Linked DNA regions of Mus musculus: region 2 is linked to region 1. The links are chromatin contacts, called in public HiChIP or PLAC-seq maps. All regions are on one chromosome and are shown on one strand. Each heading gives the region's core, a stretch centred on a gene start, on an enhancer-like site or on the middle of the called end of the contact. The rest is flanking DNA. Distances are from core to core; before and after follow the strand shown. Region 1 overlaps AA986860 (expressed sequence AA986860). Region 2 overlaps Slc26a9 (solute carrier family 26, member 9).

The links. HiChIP or PLAC-seq counts read pairs in DNA pulled down with a chosen protein or histone mark.
Region 2: a contact with region 1 is called in a FOXA1 HiChIP or PLAC-seq map of pancreatic cancer cells. The contact joins two enhancer-like sites.

What each region holds. Positions count from the first base shown.
Region 1 is chr1:130,743,119-130,749,649 of GRCm38.p6, reverse strand. It overlaps AA986860 (expressed sequence AA986860), which reads right to left. Exons shown (of 4, transcript NM_177604.3): 4 at 5,028-6,531. The coding sequence ends at 5,787. Among named protein-coding and RNA genes, the nearest start is that of Gm28857, 5.1 kb to the right of the region's middle. Within about 2 kb of position 2,284, at least 7 of the 459 cell types and tissues checked have an H3K27ac peak or open chromatin away from gene starts, as enhancers often do. A contact at or near this core is called in pancreatic cancer cells, where this site is marked.
Region 2 is chr1:131,745,342-131,752,044 of GRCm38.p6, reverse strand. Slc26a9 (solute carrier family 26, member 9) reads right to left here. Exons shown (of 21, transcript NM_177243.4): 2 at 1,323-1,465. The coding sequence starts at 1,447. Among named protein-coding and RNA genes, the nearest start is that of Slc26a9, 4.7 kb to the right of the region's middle. Within about 2 kb of position 4,779, at least 41 of the 459 cell types and tissues checked have an H3K27ac peak or open chromatin away from gene starts, as enhancers often do. A contact at or near this core is called in pancreatic cancer cells, where this site is marked.

The DNA.
Region 1 (6,531 bases), core at 1,035-3,534:
TACTCTTCTTATTTTAATTTCCTTCCTTTCCTCTGTCCCTTGACATGATTTCTAGCACAGTTACACCAATGTCTTCTATTTGTAGTCCATTTTAGAGTCCCCCCTCCCTCTCCCTACACTATGGGTGTTGGTTTTCTTGCTTGTTTAGCATTTGAAGCTTGTGTGAAATGTCACCAAGGCTTTTAAGTTTGAACTATGTACAAAGGTATACAGAGTATTCCCTTCTGTCCATTTCCACTCTCCCTATTTCCATGGCTTCCCTGCCTGACTTTTGCATTGACTTATATACAAATACATGTGTCCCTCTTTATTACAGTGAAAACTAGTGCAATGGGGCAAATATCCTCCTGGTTCTTGGGTAGGCATGGACTGAGGCAGATTGGTGGTGTGAAAAAGCAGACAAGCACATCAGTGCTGTAATAGACCTGACTACATCTCCTACCTCATTTTATGAGCAAGATTGAAATTCACTGGTCCAGGGCTTTCCCAGGATGTCATTATATTTTAGACTATTTTGAACTCTTCATCCTTGGCAGATGATCAACAAAGATGAAAATCCTGCTAGGGAACAGGCAAGAGAATGACAGTCTAGAATGCTTCCTGTCTTTAACTCACGTGTGTGTGCTCGGTGCCAGTAATGACCATGATGGTGATGATGGCTCCTGTAATCCCTAGAATCCTGACACCAGGAGGGATGAGAGAGCCCATCACAAGCCCCTCTTGACTCTTCCACACTAACAGCTGATCCATGCCAGAGAGATGCCAATCTTAGTTTTACAAGGTGTTCTAGGAATCTTGAAACATTTTTAGCTTTTATCTCTTGATTTGGGTACACGTCCTTCCTTGTGGGTAAGTTAGTAGGAAGATGAAGAAGCTGACAGTCTGGTCCCTGACCATATAAGATTGACAATCAAGGAAGTTGGTTTTGAATATTCAGAAGCAGGAAGTCTTACACGCGTTCTCGACCGGCCAGGAAAGACGCAGCAAACCAGAATCTTCTGCGGCAAAACTTTATTGCTTACATCTTCAGGAGCAAGAGTGCAAGAGCGCAAGAGCTCTATTGCTTACATCTTTAGGAGCCAGAGCGCAAGAGCGCAAGAGTGCAAGAGCTTTATTGCTTACATCTTCAGGAGCAAGAAGCAAGAGCCAGAGCAAGAGAGCAAAAAAAGAGAATGGCGAAACCCCGTCCCTTTTTAAGGAGAATTATTCTCCGCCTAGGACATATTACTCCCTGATTGGCTGCAGCCCATCGGCCGAGTTGTCGTCACGGGGAAGGCAGAGCACATGTAGTGGAAAACTACCCTTGGCACATGCGCAGATTATTTGTTTACCACTTAGAACACAGGATGTCAGCGCCATCTTGCAACAGCGAATGTGAGGGTGGCTCCCCACAAGGAAGAATCAGGCTTAGTCTCAATAAGACATAAACATCAGATTCAGGCGGATCCTTTCCTTTTCCAACTGCAGGAAGCAAAATGTGGGTGCTGTTGGATCCTTTCCTTTTCCAACTACAGGAAGCAAAATGTGGGTGCTGTTGTGTGGACTGGTGGGTGAGCCAAAGACTGGACTACTTTGGACTTCATAGGTTTCACGTTTCCTTGAAGAATTTAGTTTCCTGAGAACTTGGCTTCCAACTTTGCATATACTCCATGAGAGAGAGGGATTTAGAGTTAAAAGGATACACTGTAATTTACTGAGTTGCTACAGTGTGCCTATGACTGTCCCCTATGTGTTTAATATCCCTTATTCATCCTCACAATCTTAAACTACTAGTAGTACTACCCTCATTTCACTCATGAAAACTTTTAAGAGTCAGCGGTGAAACCCACAGATTGCTTGATTTGTCTATAATGAGTTTTAGATTTGAGAATGCGTTGCTATGCCCCATAGTCACCCACAACACAGAAATTTCAGAGCAGCATTACATCTGCAATCCTGCATAGAATCTGATGGAGAAGGACAGGAGAAATCCTGTCTATCCTGGACCTAGGAGATTGAAACCTCACATACTGATGGCATACTGATGGCATACTCTTCTGCTCACACTGACAACCACGAAAGTCATAGAGAGGAGAGGACACCTTGCTCGCGCCTGTGTCCCTTCATTCTTCATTTTCAGGTCAGATTCAGCACATGAATGAGAGAACCTGTACTCTCCCTCTTTAACCTGCCTCTCTTCCCACAGAACACACAGCAATGTTTGCACCGTTACTCACACACAGGTCATAGGATGGCTTTTGCCAAACTATGCTTCCTCTGAGGGGAAGCACAGAGGTGAGCGGGCCTGTCTGGACTTCACTGTAAGATGGCGTGTATGTCTGCCTCACCACTCTGCAATCTCAGTGCTGCGCTCCTAGGGTAGCACAGAAGTGGTGACTCAGGGAGGCAGCTATCCATACATCTACAGGCACGTGTCCCACTGGGCCAGGCTTGGGGGAAGCCTACCTCTATATTTGGAAGATGGCTTGCATGCAGCAGCAGCAGCAAGACTCTGCTGGGATAGCACAGACATCTAAGACCCAAGAGAGAGTAGAACACTCTGGCCTTTAAAATCATACATGGTTTTGCAGACCTTTACACAAAAGCTCTTGACAAGAGATAACAGCTCTTAACCCACACCCACCTCGCACTCCACCAGTGCAAGACGACTTAAGGAGCACCTAACTGGGTACAAGAAGATAGACCCGTCAGAATGGTTGCATGTGATATCACTTTTGGGGAGATGATGTCCTCACTGAACCTTTCTGCCCCTTTTTAAAATGAAGATGGATAAGTTTAGATTGATATTCTTGAATCCTAAAAAAACATTCTCTTTTTCCTTCTTGTGTATGTGTGTGTGCATGGAGAGAGAGGGGGAGGGAAGGAAGGGAGGGAGGGAGAGAGGAAGGGAGGGAGAACATGAATGAATGAATGAATGAATGTCCACATGGAGGATTCCATCTTGGTTTTTGAGACAGCATCACCCAGAAAGCTCCAGAAATTGTCCTCTGTCTCTGTCTTCCCAAAGCTGAGATTATAAGCATGTGTTACTACGCCTAGTTTATTTTTCATTTTTGCATTTTTTTTTTTTTTTTTTGGTTTTTCAAGACAGGGTTTCTCTGTATAGCCCTGGCTGTCCTGGAACTTACTTTGTAGACTAGGCTGGCCTCGAACTCAGAAATCTGCCTGCCTCTGCCTCCTGAGTGCTGGGATCAAAGGCATGCACCACCACGCCCGGCTCATTTTTGCATTTTTAAAAAATGTGTTTGAAGGGGACTGAACTCATATCCTCATGCTGATGTGGTGAACATTTGCTTTCTGCTCTCCTCAGCTTTTTAAAGTAGATTATTCTCAGGAGGACAAGCATATGGGAAACGTGGATCTTCAGCTACAGCAGGAAGGAGTCATTCACACTGCTGTGTAAAGATGCCCTTTAGGGGATGGGGAAATGAGCAAGACACTGTGGTGAAGGTACAGAGAGGCAGGTGCGGGCTGTAAGTGGCTTGCTTGGAGGACTGAGATCTTTCCTTTCTTATGGATGGAGATGTAGCCTGTGGCACTTCTGACCAACACAAGGCTACCCTTGTGTTGCTCCTAGACTCTCAGGAAGCCTCAGTACCAACTGAGGTTTTATTCAGGGTTCTCTCTTAATCATGTAATGAGTAGGGAATCAACTTGTGTCTTGAAATACACATAGAAAATAGCACCTAATAGAGTGAGCCAAGTCAGTCATCTAGAATTGGCCTTCTGTGTTTTGAGAGGCTGTAATAATGGAGCTTGGCCAATGTGGGAGTCCCCACCAGCTCTGAGAGATCAGGTCTTCACCTGGGACTGGGAAACAGGTAGCAGACATTTGGGTGTGTGAGTATGTGGGGGTGTGTAAAGAGTGTACACAGAAACTGCCACACCCACACCCCACATACCATGATGGGGTGGAGTCATGCATAGCCCTTAATCCTAACTGTCTCATTGTTGTTAGTTTTGATCTTTGACAGCAATGGGTCTCTAAGGACACAAAGCAGAGATGATCGGAGGACCTAAAGAGCATCGTTACACAGCAGTCGCTTACCTGCTCTTCTTGGGCCTCTCCATAACCACTGGCACACAGCTATCATAGCATACACTACTGAAAGGAAATTAGAGCCATGTCTGGCTACACTTGGTCATTAAGGCCACAAGACTTACCCAAGTCACTCAAGATGTATAGAACTTGTTGGGGGATTTGGAGGAAGAATAGTTCTGAGTTACTAAGAGTTACAATAGACACCCCTTGTTAAAGAAAAGAGAACCAACGGCATCACATATTACTCCCAATAGTTCACTCGGTGCTTTGGATGATGGTTTAGATTCGGAAGGTTCTAAGGCTGAGTCTCTTATTATAGTGACAATGGATGTCTGAAGTGCTGTGTGCAAGAACATTGACTAGGGATGCAGCGGTGGCACAACGGAGTAGCAACCTGACTGACCTGACAACTAACTGTGTTAGGTGAGCTGCATCATATGTATATTTTTTGTCCTGGTTTCAGCTTTAGCTGTTACTGAATGGCAGGTCGACTGATGTAGCACCTCCTTTTCTGGTGGCTGCAGGGAGCTTTAAGATCTCTCTGAGTTCCAATTGTCTGTGTATGTGTTGGGTTTCCATCATCAGAACTGAGAAAACCTGAACATGTATATGTGTGTGTGTGTGTGTGTGTGTGTGTGTGTGTGTGTGTGTGTGTGTGTATGTATGTGTGTGTGTGTGTACAAGTTCAGAAGTCTTTGGATGCCAGAGGAGAGCACTGGATCTCCTGGATTTGGAACCGGAGTTATAGGCAGTTGTGAGTAGGTGCTCAGAATTGAATTTGGGTCCTCTGAAAGAGCTCTGAACCATGGAGCCCCCTCTTTAGCCCCCAGGAAACCTGAACACTTTTGAACAACAGGGAGAAGTTCGGAAATGGCTCTGTGTGTGTTTATAAAGCTGCTGGGCTGGGCTTGGCTTCCAGCTCAGTGCTGACGTGTCCTGAAACCAGCCACGGAGACAGAAAGCAGGAAGAACAGGGACTCCAGAATCGTGGGCCATGGCACAGTTTATTAATGTATTCTTCAAGCTGACAACAAGAATCCTTCCAGGTAGAAATGGAGGAGTGTGTGGCCATATATTCAGTTTTCTCAGACCAGGGAGTGGCCCCCTGCTATCAATGGCTTTGAGATCTAGAGACAGGCATACGTCCTAGCCTGCAAGAAGTGATAGGGAAGGCAGTGGGTAAAGACACCAAACCAGATCCCCTTGGCCTCAGGACATGTCTGGAAGGCCCTGAGAGAGGGGCACAGCAAATACAAGCCAGTCTCACTCCAGTTACTGCAGAAACTCAGCCTGTATTTCATGCCACCGTAGTCTCATGCTCTGTGTAAATTCATCTTTTTAAGTTGCTTCTGCATCCTTTGTGTCCTTTGACTTTGCTTCTCAGGTTTGGCCACTCTGCTCGACTCAGTTATGGGACAGGCTGAACTTTGCACTTGGAAAATCTCAACTAAGAGCAGAGTTCTGAACAGTGACTCCTTGTGCTATATAAATAGTGTCAGTGATATGTAAGCCCCCCCCCACCTCTCTCTCTCTCTCTCTCTCCTTCTGTGAGTCTCATCTTGATAATGATCTGCGCATGTACTCAATAGCACAATTGCCTGAGTACAGGCATCTCCTTGGCCTCAAGCCTCTTCCTTCTTCACCTCAGACAGGAAGGAAGCCAGCTCTGAGCTGTGAGGCTGCAAAGGCTCTAGGTAGAGCCAGTCTCTTCTGGTAGGTTGGCATGGGCTATGCCATGCCTATGCTACTCCTTCAGCAGCCCCAGCTTCTTCAGAGCCTCCCTCCTGTGCCCATCAGGAATGCCCTTTGGGGATATCTTGACACTGATACAGGGGGGTCGAGGAAGCTTGTCATAACTCTGTCCTTTGAAGGATGGCTGCTGGGAGCACTGGTCCTGCTCCAGGCCAACCAGCTTGCCTCCCTGGATTCCTGCAAAATCCTTTCCCATGCCCAAGGAGGCAGGCCGGGGCCGGGAATTACGAAAGGCGCTGGGTGAAACCTTGTCCAAGAAGGGGCTCTTTCCCAGAGATGTGCTGGTTTGGCAGCTGGGGTCTTTTTTCTCAGCTGCTGAGAGATAGCTGCTCAGCCCTACGCCTGAACGCTCCAGAGTATTGGACTTGAAGTTCATCTGTCTCAGGCCAGGGATGCTACTTTCCTGGAGGGTCAGCCGTGGGTCAGGCTTGGGCTGTGTCCGGGAACTGTTTTCCTTTAAGGTCTTAGGGATAGGAATGGGCATAGACTTGGCCTCTGCAACCTTTCCTGGAGGGGTTTCCTGGGTAGGAATCCAACCCTTGCTGAGAGAGTCCATAGGAGCGACAGCCTTCTTCGGGGACACTTTCCCTGCCGCAGAAGCAGTTCCCGAGACCAGAGCTGGAGATGCTGGCCGAGCAGGAGCCCGGGCCTGGGAAGGGGTCTGAGGCTGAGCCTCCCTGACTTTGAGGGTACTGGTATGCTTATTTACAAGCAGACTGGGATCATCTTGGTCCTGG
Region 2 (6,703 bases), core at 3,530-6,029, 1.0 Mb before region 1:
TGAACAGCTTGATGCATACTGAAAGCCTTGTGCCAGGAGGCGACAGTCCTGCAGGCGCTCTGTCAGGGTGGCTTATGGCGGAGAAAACTGGACTCACCGGTAGACAGTTGGCTGGAAAGGAATACAACTCACATGCCCAGCCTTCTCACACCCCTGCCATATGTCAGGTAAAGCAACCTGAAGTCTGAAGGAGGTGCTAGAAAGAGATGCCAGACAACTTATACAGAAGCCTCAGAGGGCAGGACAGAATTGGAGGGAGGGATTAGCTCTCTAGACATTCATTCATTCATTCATTCATCCATTCATTCAACCAGTATTTATTGGAGCACTGCCTGTGTGTAAGACACTGTTCAAGGCTCTTGTGCCAACGTCATGGGAACTGTTAGTTTCTGCCTCTCTATGGTTTTAATGAACCCTAAACTTCAGGAATACATCAGATCCTCCATCCCTCCAGCATGCAAACAACTTAAATGTGATCTCATAGGACACAGAGACTGGCTGAGCCCATCTGTCTGGGGAGCATAGTTTTGGGGACAGGGCTCAGACACTGGGCACACAGCTCTTGAGTGTCACTGAGCAGAGGTGGAGCCTCCCAGGAGAGGCAGGGCTGAACTAGGATTTTTAGTAAAGACTCCAGTGGGTGATTCCCCGGCCTCAACCAGTTCCACCTGTGGCTCCACTTCAGCTGCTGCCAGTGACCTCAATCCAAGTAACTGAATCAGCTGTTTCCCCAAGGGAGCGAGGGAATGTGAGGCTTGCCAGAAGTCTGAGGACAGGGAGGATGGAGCCTGTGGCCCAGGGTTCTGGGGTATGTGTATGGGCCACTGTGTACAGCCCTTTCCTTTGGCTGATGGGTTGCACAACCTACCACCAGAGCCCAGGGACCTGAGAGTGGGAAGACCCTGAAGGCTAGTGAAGTCCCTTTCAGTACAGCCTAGGAATTTAGGACCTCCTCTAGGAATTCTTTGAACCAGATGGAAGAAGGGCTATGCAAGAGAGAATGAGGCGTGGGAAGATGGGGTAACCTTTGACACATGACACACAAGGCACGGGGCACGGAGGAGAAGCTCACATGCCCATTTCCACTCCATGTTGTAGTACATCCAACCACAGGTCATTTGAGGACCCAAGAGAGGTGTGGGAGGACTAGGACTTCAGGGAACCCAGGGCAGGGGGTAGAGACACCTTACAACGCTCTGAAACAGCTAGCCCTTCTAGTTCCCCTCTCCATCCTCCCTAAGGGTCTAATCTTCAGGGTTCAGAATCTCCCCTCCCCCAGGGCTTTCCTAACCCCCTGGGGGCTGGTCCAGGAGCCACATTACCTGAAAGTGTTGCGAAGCTTCTCTCCCACCGGGTAGGCACGGTCCTTCTTCTCAAACTCATCATCGAAGAGGGAGAGGGAGTACGCAGCTCTGTCTACCACGTAGCGGGGCCTGGGCTGGTTCATGTCTGGGACATTGACAAGCTTTGGGAGAAGCAGAGTGTGGAAAGGTGAGGGGCATCCCTTCTCAGGGCCAGCTGGGGCCTCCTCTCTCCGGTCCTCACTGCAACAGAGATTTATTCCCGTCTTCCCGCCCCTATTTAGCAAGGTGCCTCCCTTCCTCTGTCAAGTCTTTCCGCCAGACTCACTTCTTTCGATGGCCTTCCTTCTCAGGTACTGATGATACACACACTCGCCCTGGCTGTTTTGCTTGGCACCCAGCACGTGGCTGGCACTCCACACCTGTGACATCACTGTCACTCCCGCTGAACACCAGGCAGAGAGAAGGTGGGAGTACAAGGACAAAAGTCACAGCTGGTTTCCAATACGTTACCCCTATTCCCCTCAGCCCAGGATGGCTCCACAGACTGCTTCTTGCCCCCAGGCCTCTGTTTCCCTGCCAGAAGGGCTCGTATCATTCAGCCAGTTAGCTTAGAACAAATGGGACAACAGCCTGCCTAGAGGCAGGGGGATGGCCAATGTGACCTCAGGAGGACCTCTGTTGGATAAGACTGTCTGCCTACGACTTCACCAACAGGTTTCCCCAGGAAGGACAATGGTGTGCTTGGGGAAGTCTGCATGGTCGGCTTTGGCTCTCTCCCACAGCTTCCTGTGCCCAGCCTCTCCCCCACCCTTGTGTATGGGTGCTTCTCTCCTCCTCACTCTTTGCGCAATTTCACTGATGTTCCAGGAGCTGAGCAGGGCAGATCTTGGTGCCAAGGGCCCTTGGGGCCCAGAGGAGTTCCCTGTGAGAATTGTTAAAGCTGTGTGGAGGCCCTCAGGGGAGGAGGTAGACGCGGTGGTTTGAGGGAGGCCCCCCACTTGAGAGGATAGTGTTGAAGATGTGTAACCCCAGAGGGACCCACCCTGCCAGACTTTCTAGGTGAAGGCCTCACGGAGTGGGTTAGTGCATTTGCCTTTATGGAAGAGAACACTAGAAAGAGCTGAAAATCCAGAGACTGGGTTCTGGCTATTTTGGAAAGAAGAAAGGAAGGGGTGGCATTGTGTCTCTGAGCCTCCAGCCCCTCATCAGCACAGTGGGGTGGGCTCCTTACTTCACAGGGACATATGTGTGATGGTCAAGAAGGAATTAAGAAAAAGGAGTAGAGGGACAACAACATGAGTGTCTTGGTTAAGGAAGTTGTGTTCCAATTGATTGGTGTACCCAACCCTTTGGTCTGTGGGCAGAGAAAGCCTTCCTTTGGAACGTCCAGGTTGGCCTGTTAGTAAAACCCCACGATGATACCCACCAGAGGGTAAGGTGTGTGGATGAACCTACCCACAGAGCCCCTGCCCAGCTCCTTGCCTGGTATTTTGTACCTAGCAAATGCTTGTTGAGTGAATCAACCAATGGAGTTTTGGAGGAGACCTGGGCAGAAATGAGTAAGGGCCGTGGTATGTGAGACGTGTAGTGGGAGAAACTCGGATGTGGTTTCAAGAAAACATCCTAAGCTTTAGAGTGACCTGGGTTCACAGGTGCAGCTTCTTCATCCCATAAGTGGGGATAATAACAGTCCCGACAGTTGTTGTGAGGATTAAGCGAGCTCATGTGTGACACACATGTGTTTCCTAGGTTCCCAGCAGGTGGCAATGGCAGTGATTATTAAGATGGGAGGATGCTTTCTTCCTTGTGGGATATGATTCTCCAGCATCCAGTCTTCATGCTCCATGGAGCACCATGACTTCATTCTTCCTTCCAACTTCCCTGGGGGTCTGCCAGGGGCTGGCTTTCTAGCTGGCTTGCTTGGCAGGCTCACTGGGAGCAGGGGGTGAGGAGTCTGATGCCCCAGAGGAACCCATAGTGCCAGGCCTGGCTTCAGGGATGCTTGCAGTGTGTGGAGTGTGTCCCAGACCACCGAATGGACCAAAAGAACTGGCCAAATGTTTCAAGGTGAGCTGATTGACAAAAAGCAGAGCCACTTAGAAGAACGGGAGGAGATCTTGCTCCTGTGCCAGCCTGTAGGATGTGGTGGGCTGAAGGGTTGTCCCAGGCTATTTTAAAGGCTCCCTGTTCTGCTAGCACACTTTGAGACTGGGATATCCCATGCTACTATTCCAGATGCCTGTTTGCTCTGTCACTCCTTTCCTGCCACTCGTCTCCATCCCCCAGCCTCCACATTCAGTTTGTTCACCAGTCCTATTGCTACTTCCGTCCTTTTTTTTTTTTTTTCTTTTTCTTTTCCTGCTGGTGCAATTGACTTCACCCTGCCCCCACCCTCCCGGTCTCACTTCACGAAAGCAACATTCTTAGGTGACTTCTTGGCCACCAGCTCTCCCCTTCCACGCGGTACTTATGTCCTGCTCGGAAGCCCCAGTCATCATTTCTGGGAGGACCAAGCCCAGGCTCCTCGCTTTGGCCTTGTGTTGGATGATCCGGTTAGCTGGTCCCTCTGCCCCATGCAGGCAGGTTGTTCACCCCAGACAGGCTTGGGTCTCTCTCCAGAGTTCCTCCTCACCCCAGGTGCTCTGACTCATTGCTGCCTGTCCTTGAGACCGGCTTGAGTTCCTCCCCAACCCCTATCCAGAAACCTTTCCCACTCCCCCTGCCGAGGGGGACTATTCTTCCTCTCAGCTCTCCTTCATGGCTACTCTGTAGCTACTGAAGTGGGCTTCTGCCATTCCTGGCTGCCTGTCCAGGAAAATGAGGGAGGAAAGGGACAGGGTTGCCAGCCCTTTAGAAGGCACTGGATGGGTGACTCAGCATGGTCTTTGCCTCTCTGGGCAAGGCTTCCCTGCAGCCTGAACTCTGGGAGTCCCCAGTGACACAGGCTAACAGAAGGAAAAAGTCCCTTTGCATTTGGTAACTCCAGCCTGCCACTTTCCCGTATCCTCCTCTCCTATTCCAGGACCAGGTTGTTGCAGGGAACCAGGGCTTTCCACAAACCTGTTTATAAAAAGGAGAAACCAGCAGGTGGACCAAGTCAGGGCTTTCTGGCTAGAAGGGGACTTGAGGATGGTGCTGGCTCAATTAATTCTCGTAATTTGTGAATGAAAGAACTGAGTCATGAAGAACTGCAGATCTGTGTGAACCAGGCCTCTGCTGACTATTCAAATGCGTATGAAGGAAGAGGGTACTGGACTCCCAGGGACAACACTGACCCGGGCTCTCTGATGAGCTCTGCTCAGACAAGACTTTCGGATTCTGTTTCTCATCTTGAGGACTCTGCCTATGTTCTGCCTCCTTCCCTGGCCCCAGCTGGTCCAGCAAGGTGGCAGACAGAGTTGCTAGTGAAGGCTCAGGGGCATCCCTGGCTCCTGAAGAAGAGGCACCTTCCTCATACTTTCTGTTTTCAGATAGGGCTGGGCATAGCAGGGAGAGTCCCTTCGATCTCAGCTAACCTCAGGCCTTGGAAGGGAAAAGGGTGTGAGATCACGGTGAGGAAACCTCAACCTTTTGTAGTAGGGCTTGGTGGGGGTTCTCAGAGTGCTAAGAGAGCCTTCTGATGTTGGGTTGGGTGGGAAGGTGAGAGAGTTTTCAGAAGGCTGGAGGGATGGCTTCAGGGTTCAGAGCAGTTGCAGAGGACTGGAGCTCAATTCCCAGCATCCACATGGTGGCTTACACCCATCCCTAACTCCAGTTCCAGGGAATCTGACAGCCTCTTCTGACTCCGTAGGCACCACACACACAACAAAAGGGAGCAAGATTGAGAGAGGAATCAGAGATGAGATGAATTGATCCCTAGTTAAACACACAGCCCTGGTGGGTCAAGTGTTCTGCGGCTGTCGGTCATCGTTGTGTATTGAGCCCTGCCCTATCACAGTGTGAGCCCCTCCACTGGAGGGATTTCAGGTGCCGAGTGACAGTACCGAGGAACAGGAAGGTGACTCTCACTGTGGATAAAAGGGGGAGGGCATCCTGAAGAGCTAGAGGTGGGCTCTTTAGGACTTAAGAGGGTTGGAGAGAGAGAGAGAGAGAGAGAGAGAGAGAGAGATGGTTACACAGACAATTCCTAAACCTGGGCTGGGGAAGGAATGAGATCATCCAGGCATTGGAGGAATCTAGGGATCTTGTACAGCTGAGGAGCTGGAGAAAGTGACAGATGGACTCTGTGGGGACCCCCTCAAACAAGTTCCTACAAAGGAAAGCTCACTGGGCCCCCTCCCTATGCCAAACTAGATCTGTGAATCCTCTTAGAATGCTTGAGGGGTTGAGCTCAGCGTGATGCCCAAGGGAATGAACTGGGGTGCTGGGCCCAGGGAAGCAGTCAATCCTGGCCATTTGTTTTTATCATGACTGTGTCTGGAAGAGTCCCTTCCTAGCTAGGCAGCTCACTTGTCTTTCCGTGCCTTCCCCTTTCCTACTTATTCCTATGCTCCAGTCACAGGCCCTCCCACTCTGAGTCTTTTCTGTAGGAGAAGGGACATTGGGGAACAGAAAGGTGAGCGCCTGCCCCTGGATTTCTGTCATGTCTGGAGGTGACCCTGTCACTGTAGCCCAGAGTGACTTCCTTCCTAAGCCCTGGCTGGGGGAAGGGTGCCTCGGGATTTTTCCTTGACACACCTTGCCAGACACTGGGGCAGACCTAGGTTGGCAGATTCCTTATCACAGGACTCTACCTGTCGGATGGCTATGTTCTGGGGAGAGGAGAGGTCACCTTGAGGTCCCCTGGGCTCCAAGGACTTGTTCCTTGCCTTCTTCATCAGGGGTAACTATCCCGAGAAAGGCAGCCTCTGTCTGGCTAGAGTGGGGACATCAGCTGGTGACAGGAGAGAAGGTTGGGATCCTGGCTGGAGACTGAGGTCCTGGCAGGCAGAAGGAGGCTGTAGGAGCCTGTGTGTCCCTAAGGCATTTTGAAATGTTCTCTCTTTCAATTGTCATGGAATTTCTGGTGCAAATCTGTAGTCCCTTTCTAACCCCAGGCTGATGCCCTCCTCTGTTGTGGAGGAGGATGTCCTCAAGGCAAATGTTGACTCCGTGGATGCTCTGGGACTGCATCCTTTAAAGGGGACTCCCTGTTGTGTGGGAGTCTCAAGTCTCCATTCTGTATCTCCAGGCCCACCCACCCTGCTGCTTTCCCTGTTGAGAACAGATGACCTGGGGCTAAGTTCCAGTAGAGGCCGTAAGGTGAGACGCTGAACAGAGTCTAACAGTGAGACCTGTACAAGGTCACAAGGTCCCTGGAAGGACACGGAATAAGATTCTTAGAAGTTCCTGAAAAGACCAGTGATCCCCGAGAATATAGGTCAAAACCGAAGACAGCACTGAGTGAAGTCTGACCTCCC